Linked DNA regions of Mus musculus: region 2 is linked to region 1. The links are chromatin contacts, called in public promoter capture Hi-C maps. All regions are on one chromosome and are shown on one strand. Each heading gives the region's core, a stretch centred on a gene start, on an enhancer-like site or on the middle of the called end of the contact. The rest is flanking DNA. Distances are from core to core; before and after follow the strand shown. Region 1 overlaps Myo1g (myosin IG). Region 2 overlaps Ccm2 (cerebral cavernous malformation 2).

Region 1 (5,187 bases), core at 1,502-4,001:
AATACAAGTTAGGGCCAGTGCACCTCCAGGCCCAAGGCAACAAAATGTCTGTGAGAAAATCTGGAAAGATGTGTGTGTGTGTGAACACGTGTACAAGTGCAAGCTTAAATGTGAGGACACAAGCAGCAGGCATGGGAAGAAAGGTGGTGAGGGCGTGCCCACAGTGCCATGGTGGTCCCAGAACCATACTGGCATGACTTCAGCTCTGAGAATTCCTAGTCCCCCTACATTCTCCCCAGGGCTGGCAAGGGAGGGGGGACTCGTGTGTACTGCCTGATGCCAAGTACCACCATCATGTCCTGTGGCGACAGGTACAAGATGACCTGTGAGTACACGTGGCCCAACCACCTGCTGGGCTCTGACCGGGATGCGGTGAGCGCCCTGCTGGAACAGCATGGGCTGCAAGGGGATGTGGCCTTTGGCCACAGCAAGCTGTTCATCCGATCCCCAAGGACGCTGGTCACTCTGGAGCAGAGCCGAGCTCGCCTGATTCCCATCATTGTGTTATTGCTGCAGAAGGTAAGAGGAGAGGGTGCTAAATGGACCCCCGTCACGGTAGGGACCGGTGTCCACACAGATCGTGCAGAATATGCCTCCCCGGTTCCACTCCTGATGGCGTTCCTGATATCTTGAAGCCATGTGTGGGTCCCTGGCTTGTAGGATGTTCAGTCTTAGTTCTGATGATCACACTCTGTCCCTCTGTCTCCAGGAGCCATGGAGAAAATCTCCGTCCCTCTCTCCTCTCTCCCACACAAGCTTTCTCCCTAGGGTGTCTACAAGGCCTGGGGTACATGAGCTCCTCTTTTCTGAGTATTGAGCAGAGTTTGGGGTCCTCGAGTGCTGCATGCCTACCTAAGAGCAAGCCTCCAGACAGACTTGGCTCTAAAGAGCAGAAGACATGGCAGCCAGCCTTCTCTGAGACAAGACTCAGGAAAGACTAAGGGCCATACCTAGACTCAGGAGGCTAGTGTCTTGCTGGTAATGAGCCCATGCCCATTCCATGTGTTCCATCCAGGCTTGGCGGGGCACCCTGGCTAGGTGGCACTGCCGGCGACTAAGGGCCATCTACACCATCATGCGCTGGTTCCGGAGGCACAAGGTGCGTGCTCACCTGATTGAACTACAGCGCCGGTTCCAGGCTGCACGGCAGCCCCCACTCTATGGCCGTGACCTTGTGTGGCCCACACCTCCTGCTGTGCTGCAGCCCTTCCAGGACACTTGCCGTGTTCTCTTCAGCAGGTACCATCCTCAGCCCACCACTCGACTTCCCAGTCAGGCAGTGTCCTTTGCATACTTGAGCCTGACTGGGAGACACATCACTGAACTCTTCACCCTCAAGAAGCAGGAAGATAGAGCTGAGTGACATTCAGTGGCCACCCGTGTGCCGTGACTGTCCTGGCACTGTGCTGGGCCAGTGTCCTGGTCTTCACAAGGGAACTAGCTAGTCAAGACTGGGAAATGAGGACTCTGTGTTGGTATGGACCTTGACTTCTCAGTAGAAGTAGACAAAGCAAGTGTCAGACAGGTGCATGATGCCTCTGGGTTTGGAGGCTGTCTCCTAGCTACGGACACTGAGTACAAAGGACCAAGGCCAGAGAGGTAGGCAGGGATTGGGACCCAAAGGACAGTCAACATCAGATTAAGAAATGGCTCTTTGACCGGGCAGTGGTGGTGCACACCTTTAATCCCAGCACTTGGGAGGCAGAGGCAGGCAGATCTCTGAGTTCAAGGCCAGTCTGGTCTACAGAGTGAGTTCCAGGATAGCCAAGGCTACACAGAGAAACCCTGTCTTGAAAAAACAAAAACAAAAACAGAAACAAAACAAAACAACAACAAAAAAAGAAATGGCTCTTTGGGGGAAAGGACTGGAGGAGGGATGAACGAGACAGGCATCTTCTGATCCCTGTCCTCTTCAAGGTGGCGGGCACGGCAGTTAGTGAAGAACATCCCTCCTTCAGACATGATCCAGATCAAGGCCAAGGTGGCTGCTATGGGGGCCTTGCAAGGATTGCGGCAGGACTGGGGTTGCCAGCGGGCCTGGGCCCGAGACTACCTGTCCTCTGTGAGTAGTGCTCAGATCCAGGGGAATGGAGGGGCTGAGAACTGGCACTGCCATGGGTTTTACCAGCCATTCTGTCCATCCTGGGGTTGCCTGACCTGCTGAACCCTCTTCTTGGTCCTGTCCTAAGGGTTCATGCTTCAGGTTTGATCCCTGAGAGTCTTGTGTTCACAGGTATAGCTGCCCCTCATGTTCTCAATTACAGTGCCCCATCAGGCACAAGCACACACATATGTATGCATACACACAGACAGACAGACAAACACACCAATACTTATGCTGCCCCGGCTCCCTTCACTTCACCTGGCTGCTGTAAGTTTACCATCTCTCGTAGCTTGCCTTCGGTTGCTGTGATAAATACTGTAACCAAACACATCTCAGAGAGAAAAAGTTTCATTTCAGTTTACAGATTACAGAGCATCATACAGCAAAGCAAAAATAGGAACCCGGGGCAGGGTCTGAAGCAGAAATCATGGAGGAATGCTGCTTAGTGGCTCTCTCTCCCTGGCCTACTCAGCTATCATTTTAAGCACCCCAGGCCCTCCTGCCTAGGGATAACACCACCCACAGTGGACAGAGTCCTCCTATATCAGTTAAAAACCAAAAAAATGCTACATAGACCTGGCCACAGGCCAATCTGGTGGAGGCAGTTCCTTAAATGAAGTTCTCTCTTCCCTGGGTGTGTCAAGTTGACAACTGGTGCTAACTATGACACCATCCTGGATCTCTGTGTGGTTGAGTGAGACATGTAACCCGTTTTTGCCTTCCTAAAGCTTTCTCTAGAACTACACATATAGGCCAGGCCAGCCAGGCTAATATACAGGATAAGGAGATGGCTAGACTGTCAAAAGAGTGAAGTTCTGTGCCCTTTGTTTCATAGAAACCATGTGCTCAGCTGCTTATCTATGCACAGGGCCTTGACTGAGGTTTCCCAAGGTGAAGGACAGTTGTGGTGCTTTGGTGAGAGTTTCTGTCAGTCAAGCATGATCCCAGACCCTATCCCAAGCCCCCTTTTTCCATCATCTGCCCTCAGGACACTGACAACCCCACAGCTTCCCATCTGTTTGCTGAGCAACTAAAGGCACTTCGGGAGAAAGATGGCTTTGGCTCTGTGCTTTTCTCCAGCCATGTGCGCAAGGTTGGTACTTGGCCTGGAGGTCATGGGGAACAAAGACTGGAGGGACTCAGGAGAGACCTGAGACAGCCTCAGCCCAGGTTTGGTTACTTCTGATACTCCCGAAACCAGCATCCTTGGTCAGCCAGTGAGGAAAGAACAAAGGGAGGAACTGCTGGGCCAGGGAAAGGATGGGCGGTACCAGCCTGGACTCAGGCATCTCTTCTGCAGGTGAATCGCTTCCGCAAGAGCCGGGACCGGGCCCTTCTGCTCACAGATCGGTATCTGTACAAGCTGGAGCCTGGACGACAGTACCGGGTGATGCGGGCTGTGCCTCTGGAGGCGGTGAGCACTGTAGATATACTATAGCAACTGTAGCGTGTCTGTGAGGACCCTGGGAGCCTATACCTCTCCTCTCCATGGTTTGCTAGTGATTAATAACCCAGATCATCCTTAGCTGATGGCAGCACTCCTCTGAAAAACCTATAGTGGCTTTCTCTCTCAAGTACCTTGACAACCCCCCCACTCATACCTTCATGTTCCAGCCAAGCCAAATGGTCCCTCTCTCTGCCTTTGCTTTTTTTTAGGGGGTCCCTTGCCTGCGTAGATCTGAGCCCTCACCATAGTTTTCAGCCACCTTCTGTGGGACCCTGTCCCTTCCTTTGCCTGGCTCTATAGCTACTTGGTCCTTTGCTCCCAATATTTTTTTTTCCTAGAAGGGCAAGGAGAAGCCCTACTAGACAGGGATCAGGCTGTGTCATGCCTGAGTCTCCTACCTCTGGTGACTTCATTGCTGTGAGAGTCAAAGGACCAGTGGTGTCACCCTCTTGTGATAGAGTGGCTTCATTCTAGTGTGGCAATAAAAATGTTTCCAAAGTAAACTAAGCCAAACGTCATCTCCACAGTCATAGCAGCACACAACAAGAATGTAAACTTTTCTATTATGGCACACACTTCCACTGCATGATGTCATGTCAATCTTCCCCTCCGTCAGTGGGGCTCAGAGAGGAAAGCCAAGGACGGCAGGTGGGTGGCTGGACACTGGAGCGGACACTCCGCCAAGGGCAATGCTCCCCAGGTGGTGCTCAGGAAAGTCCTCCTGGAAGGAAGTGGTTGGCTTGATGTGACCCTGACTCCAAGCTGTCTTCTCAGGTGACAGGGCTGAGTGTGACCAGTGGAAGAGATCAGCTGGTGGTGTTACATGCCCAAGGCTATGATGATCTTGTAGTGTGTCTACACCGTTCCCAACCACCACTGGACAATCGAATTGGGGAGCTGGTGGGCATGCTGGCTGCACACTGCCAGGGGTGAGTCTGGGGTCATTCGGGGATGTAAGCAAACAGAGCTCTACCACTCTGACCCGCTGCCCTTCCTGTTGCAGAGAGGGACGAACTCTGGAGGTCCGTGTCTCTGACTGCATCCCACTGAGCCAGCGTGGTGCCCGGCGCCTCATTTCTGTGGAGCCCAGGCCAGAGCAGCCTGAGCCAGATTTCCAAAGCAGCCGTAGCACCTTTACCCTCCTCTGGCCAAGCCACTGAGCAAGGCCAAACCAGTTTAACCTGGTTTCCACGCTGTTCTAAATACCTGGTCTTGACTGCACTAAAGGCCAGGACTTGTCTACCCTTACATGGAACATTGCAAAATAAAGATGTTATATTTGTTTTCAGTGTGGCTGCCACTGCTTTGGCCAGTGTTACCCAGCATTCCCTGATAATGCACTGTGCGACCACATAAACTAAAGAAAGAGGCCTGAGGACCCAGTCCTGAAGTGAGTGACAGGACCTCCGATCTCAGGACCCCAACCCAGAGATAGGCTAGATGTAGAGTCCATGGTCTGAGTGAGGCATTCATTCTCCATGCTTCCCTGGACACCCAAGGCTGCCAAGTCCAGCTTGGCCATGTAAGGGACAGTATGACATGGTCTCCTGACCCTGAAACAGAGGCCTCTGTGAGTGTTGATGGTTGCTGTGGGGTAAGACTTGTTTGTAAAATAGTGTGCATGTTCCTTATTGGA
Region 2 (4,637 bases), core at 305-2,804, 78 kb before region 1:
GCTCAGTCAGCTTCATAGCAGTCACGTGCTCTCATAGCAACTATTAGACACAGGAGGCAAAGCAGAGACACTGTTAAAGCCAGCATGGCGGAGCATGCCTGCAATGCCAGAAGCAGAAGAGTCAGAGTGAGTTCAAGGCCTGCCTGGGCCTGCCAGTGAGCTTAAGACCAGCCTTCAGCAAACACTATCTCAAAAAAAAAAAAAAAAAAAAAAAAAAAAAGCCAAAATGGGCAGTGGTGGTACACACCTTTAATCCCAGCACTTGGGAGGCAGAGGCAGGTGGATTTCTGAGTTCGAGGCCAGCCTGGTCTACAAAGTGAATTCCAGGACAGCCAGAGAAACCCTGTCTCGAAAAACAAAAACCAAAACAAACAAAACAAACAAACAAACAAAAAATAGAAGGCTAGGGATGTAGTTCAGCTGGTATATGTATACCCCCCACCCCCACATACAGAGAGAGACTATGAATGTATTATTATAAGTCATTTCACTTGTTTTTATTTTTGTTAACATTTTAAATTAGCTTCTTGGCCCTCAGTGGGCAGCTGTGAAGTGTGGGTACCAGCCAGGTACCATCTGTGAGAGGATGTCACTTCTACCCTCTGGGCAGCAGGCCGAGACAGCCACACAGGCTCAGACCTGCCTGCCACCTGCCTCTCCTCCATCTCTGGCAGATAAGCAGGTTCCCTGCTTCAGCCTCTCTCCAGGTGAATGGACCTGAGCTGTCCACACTTGACTGCCTCAAACACTAGAACCCTCTGGACAGAAGAGATACACAGGTGCCTGCCTCATGCAAGGAGGTGCCCAGCGAGCGTTACCAATGCATCTGCCTGGCTCTGGGTGAGGAAACTACAAGCCAAAACCCAAACCAGCCCTTGTGCCCAGAAGCCCGGATCAGGGTGGATACACACACACTCCTGCCACAGCGAGGCCGCCCTGGGACAGAGATGCATTCTCTGCTGCTGAGAGGAGCAGACTCTCTGCACTGTGTCTCATGGTTTTGGAATGTTCCTTATATGGAGGGAAATTTCTATTTTCTCTTCCTTAACAATTTATTGTACTGATTCAAGCAGAGAAACATCCCTGCAGCATGAGAACTATAGGGAACGCTTCTCCATATCAGCTTAAAATACCCACAGGAACCTGATCAGGAGCCAGGCTCCTCCCTCTCTTCTCTGAGAGTCAAGAGCCAGAGGCTCACCTTGGTGATGCTGGACAGGGGTCTGAAGCAGGAAGGAACCAGTTCAAGACCACCTACCTTCACCCACTTGTGAGCGGAGACTCATGGACGCCTCTTAGGTATATTATAGTTGCTAACTGAGGTAGTTCATGTCAGATACTTTGTACTAGTTTGAGTCATGTTAAACTGACATTTTTACAGATTAAAATAGTGACAATTTCGTACTGCTTAACCTAATTCAATGCCTAGCATCAAACAGACAGACTCACTCAACCCTGAGAAAAAAAACAAAACACTCTGACTTGGATGCTAAGTAAGTGACAAAGACTTGGCCTCCAGGTGGTGCTACCAGGAAGTGAGAAAAAAATTAGGAAGTGCTTTGGTCACAGGGGCATGCTATCAAAAGAAACCATGGGGCCCAACCCTGTTCCTATTTTTGGGCTTTCTGGCTGTGAAGCAAGCAGCTATGCTCTGCCATACAATTCCTACCTGCACCGAGCCTAGAAGCAACGGTCTCTTGGTCTGGAACCTCATTAGCCAAGAGCCAAACAAGCCTTTTCCACTTTTAAAAAGCTCACTTGTGTAATTCCATTACTCAGAAAGCTGAGGCAGAACTGTTGTAAGTTCAAGGCTACCCTGGACCTCAGAGTGAATTCCAGGTCAGATAAGATTAGAGTGAGATCTTAACTAAAAATAAGCCTTTGTAAGTTAAATAATTCAAGAGGAGCTTGTTCAGATGAACTTGGTAATCAAACTATCTTCTGTGTGAGGGCAAGTATCTACCACATGCATCTACATATGTGTGTAGATGTGACTGGGCTGGGCAGGCAAGTGTGTTCCAGTCTATGGGAGTGTGATATATGCAACTGTGTGTATATAGTATGTGTGATATGGGACGTGTGAGTTGTATAAGAGAAAATATGGTATGTAAGTATGCTGGGCAGGGAATGAGCCATTCTACATAGACAAGGCAGAGCAGCTAAAATCACTTCACAACCCCAGCTGCCTGGAGCTGACCATAGCACTTGAACTAGCATCATAAGACACTCTTCCCATACCGTGAAAAAGCCTAGACCATCTGACCCTTGTGCCTTGTCACCAGCCCTCTGGAGCTGGCTTTGGGATCATCCTCACTCGGAGTGACCCAGCAAGCCTAGGCCAGTGTGCCTGTGCTGACACAGGTAGGGCAGGTTCTCCCCTCATTTCTCATTGCCGTAGATGTTAGGGTGGACACTAACATGAAGGAAGGCGGGCCCTGTGAGCACTGGGGGAGGAGCACCCGGGGGAGGAGCACAGCAAGTGGAAGGAGCACCCTGCTGTCTGAACAAGGAGGCAGCACGGGGCCGGGGGAACTGGCTTTGCTGTCCCAGCTTTGGGAACACTGGGGCTCAAATGTAGACTGGAGACTAGATGTGGCTGGGCAACCTTAACGCTAGTATCCAGGAGGCAGAGGCAGGGAGACCTCTGCGAGTTCTAAGACAGCCAGGGCTATGTAGAGACCCTGTCTCATTAAAAACAAACAAACAAAACAACAACAAAACAACAAAACAAATGTTGGTTGGGCTCAGAGGAAGTCCCTGTTACAGCTTTCGGTCACCACCCTTCTTTCTGGGGATCACCTATATCTAAGCAGTGGAGGCAACATCAATTATGGGGAGCAGGGACTGAGAAGTCACCAGGAGGAAGGTGGTTTTTGAGACAGGGTCTCACTATGTAGCTCTGGCTGTCCTGGAACTCACTTTAGAGACCAGGCCTCAAACTCACAGAGATCCACCTGCCTCTGAGCACACCTGGCCCAAGAAAAACCTTATTTAAACACTGACCCTGAATACTGTATTCCTCAAGTCTCCAAAGGCCCTGAGTGTGACAGGGACCCTGGGACAGAGCTCATGGCAGGAAATCTAATTTATAGCCGTAGCAGGTGGCAGTGCGTAGCCTGGAGCTGCAGAAACCATCACAATGGCAGGAAACCAGGGATTCTCCTTTGGACGTGGACCTCCAGACCAGCCAGCCAATCCATACCTGTCTTCAGGACCACCAGGTGTGCAGCATCATCTCGGACATAGGAGACAGCAGCGATATCATGGATGGGCACCCTGAGGATAATGTCCTCCCCGTCCCTCCAGGCCAACTTGACATTGTAGGCAGACAGACTGAGCACAGCATCGTGCTCCTGAGTCAGGTGCCCAGGAAGCTGGTGGGACCGCTGCAAAGAATCACAAGCATCAGAAACGCTGGACCACTGTGTCCAGCTCTCCTCTGGGAGCACTGTGCTGGCTACAGTCCTCGGTTAAAAGCCAAGGAGAGGCGAAAAAAGTAGCACTCGCCCCGAGAATGTCAACATGTTTGAATCATGTGAGGGATTCTTCTGGAACTACCTTTTTTTGATCAGTATCTGGAAATTTAGAATATCTTAAAACTGAGTTTGGGGAGGAGCCCAAAACCAAGTCTAGAGATTAAAGGTCCCAACTAAGAAACCATCTTTGTCTGAAGACTTTGTATAGCCAAGAACACCCACAAAGTGACAGAGCTGAGCCGTCCCTCTCAGGCTGAGGTCACAGGTGAGGGGACCAGGGGCTGATGCAGGCTAAGTAGAAAAGCATATTGGGGGAGCGGGGGATGGGACAGGCTTTTACCTTTGCCTTGTCTATGAAATGCAGGATTTCCGTCCTACTGGAAGGGTTCAGGTAGCCGGGAATGGATGTTAACTGACCTAAATACTGCAAGAGAGGGAGGAAAGAGTACTACTGTGAGAACAGCCAGGACTACTGTCGCTGCAGAGTGCCCCCAGCCATCAGGACCACCGTCTTCTGCACTGTCAGCACAGCCCCGGTTTTTGTTGTTGTTGTTTTTATTTTTTTAATTTCAAGATGGGGTTTCCCTCTGTAGCTCTGACTGTCTTGGAACTCACTCTGTAGCCAGATTGATTCATTGATTAACTGTCTATTTACCTACCTACCAACCCACCTACTAACCTATCATGTGCTCTGTGTGTGTGTGTGTGTGTGTGCGCCTCGCGCGCACGGCATGCATTTTAACTTGCATGTTTGCCAGGGACCTCTGGAAGAGGACCACTACTCTTAAGCACTGAGCCATCTCTCCAGCCCCGAGCCCTGCGCGCTTACTGAAGTCTCAGCAGCTGTGATAATCTTCCCACATTTCCTACTGCTCTGTGTTCACAACTGGCATCGAGAATCTTTCAATGATATCTCAAGACTAGTTTTGGTAGAATAGGGGCCGAGATGGCAGATGTTTCCTGTTGGGGCGCTGTGTATAGCCCCACTAAAAATTTTTTAAAAAAATTTTTGTTGTTCAGTCAACAAATGTACACAAGTGGAAAAGCAAAGTGCCATGGCCTGAATGCACCCCCAAATCCGTGTTTGACACTTAACCCTTAAGTACAAGTGCTGAACGGTGGGCTGGGGGATTAGGCCACAAAGGCTCTGCCCTTAGAAAT

The links. Promoter capture Hi-C pulls out the DNA fragments that hold promoters and counts their contacts.
Region 2: a contact with region 1 is called in a promoter capture Hi-C map of hematopoietic stem and progenitor cells, with 2.1 times the contacts expected there. The contact joins two enhancer-like sites. A contact is called at or near these places in 7 of 39 promoter capture datasets (the C10 cell line, cranial neural crest, hematopoietic stem and progenitor cells and 3 more), 3 of 484 Hi-C or Micro-C datasets (ECoMG-derived neutrophils and embryonic stem cells), 1 of 115 datasets of contacts at active chromatin or transcription factors (embryonic stem cells) and 3 of 9 other capture datasets (adipose tissue, liver and pancreatic islet).

What each region holds. Positions count from the first base shown.
Region 1 is chr11:6,506,200-6,511,386 of GRCm38.p6, reverse strand. It overlaps Myo1g (myosin IG), which reads left to right. Exons shown (of 22, transcript NM_178440.4): 16 at 312-519; 17 at 1,016-1,239; 18 at 1,918-2,062; 19 at 3,093-3,197; 20 at 3,405-3,518; 21 at 4,326-4,480; 22 at 4,555-4,839. The coding sequence ends at 4,711. Among named protein-coding and RNA genes, the nearest start is that of Myo1g, 12 kb to the left of the region's middle. Within about 2 kb of position 2,751, at least 23 of the 459 cell types and tissues checked have an H3K27ac peak or open chromatin away from gene starts, as enhancers often do. A contact at or near this core is called in adipose tissue and hematopoietic stem and progenitor cells, where this site is marked.
Region 2 is chr11:6,583,783-6,588,419 of GRCm38.p6, reverse strand. It overlaps Ccm2 (cerebral cavernous malformation 2), which reads right to left. Exons shown (of 10, transcript NM_146014.3): 3 at 3,817-3,900; 4 at 3,203-3,386. Among named protein-coding and RNA genes, the nearest start is that of Nacad, 20 kb to the left of the region's middle. Within about 2 kb of position 1,554, at least 103 of the 459 cell types and tissues checked have an H3K27ac peak or open chromatin away from gene starts, as enhancers often do. A contact at or near this core is called in adipose tissue and hematopoietic stem and progenitor cells, where this site is marked.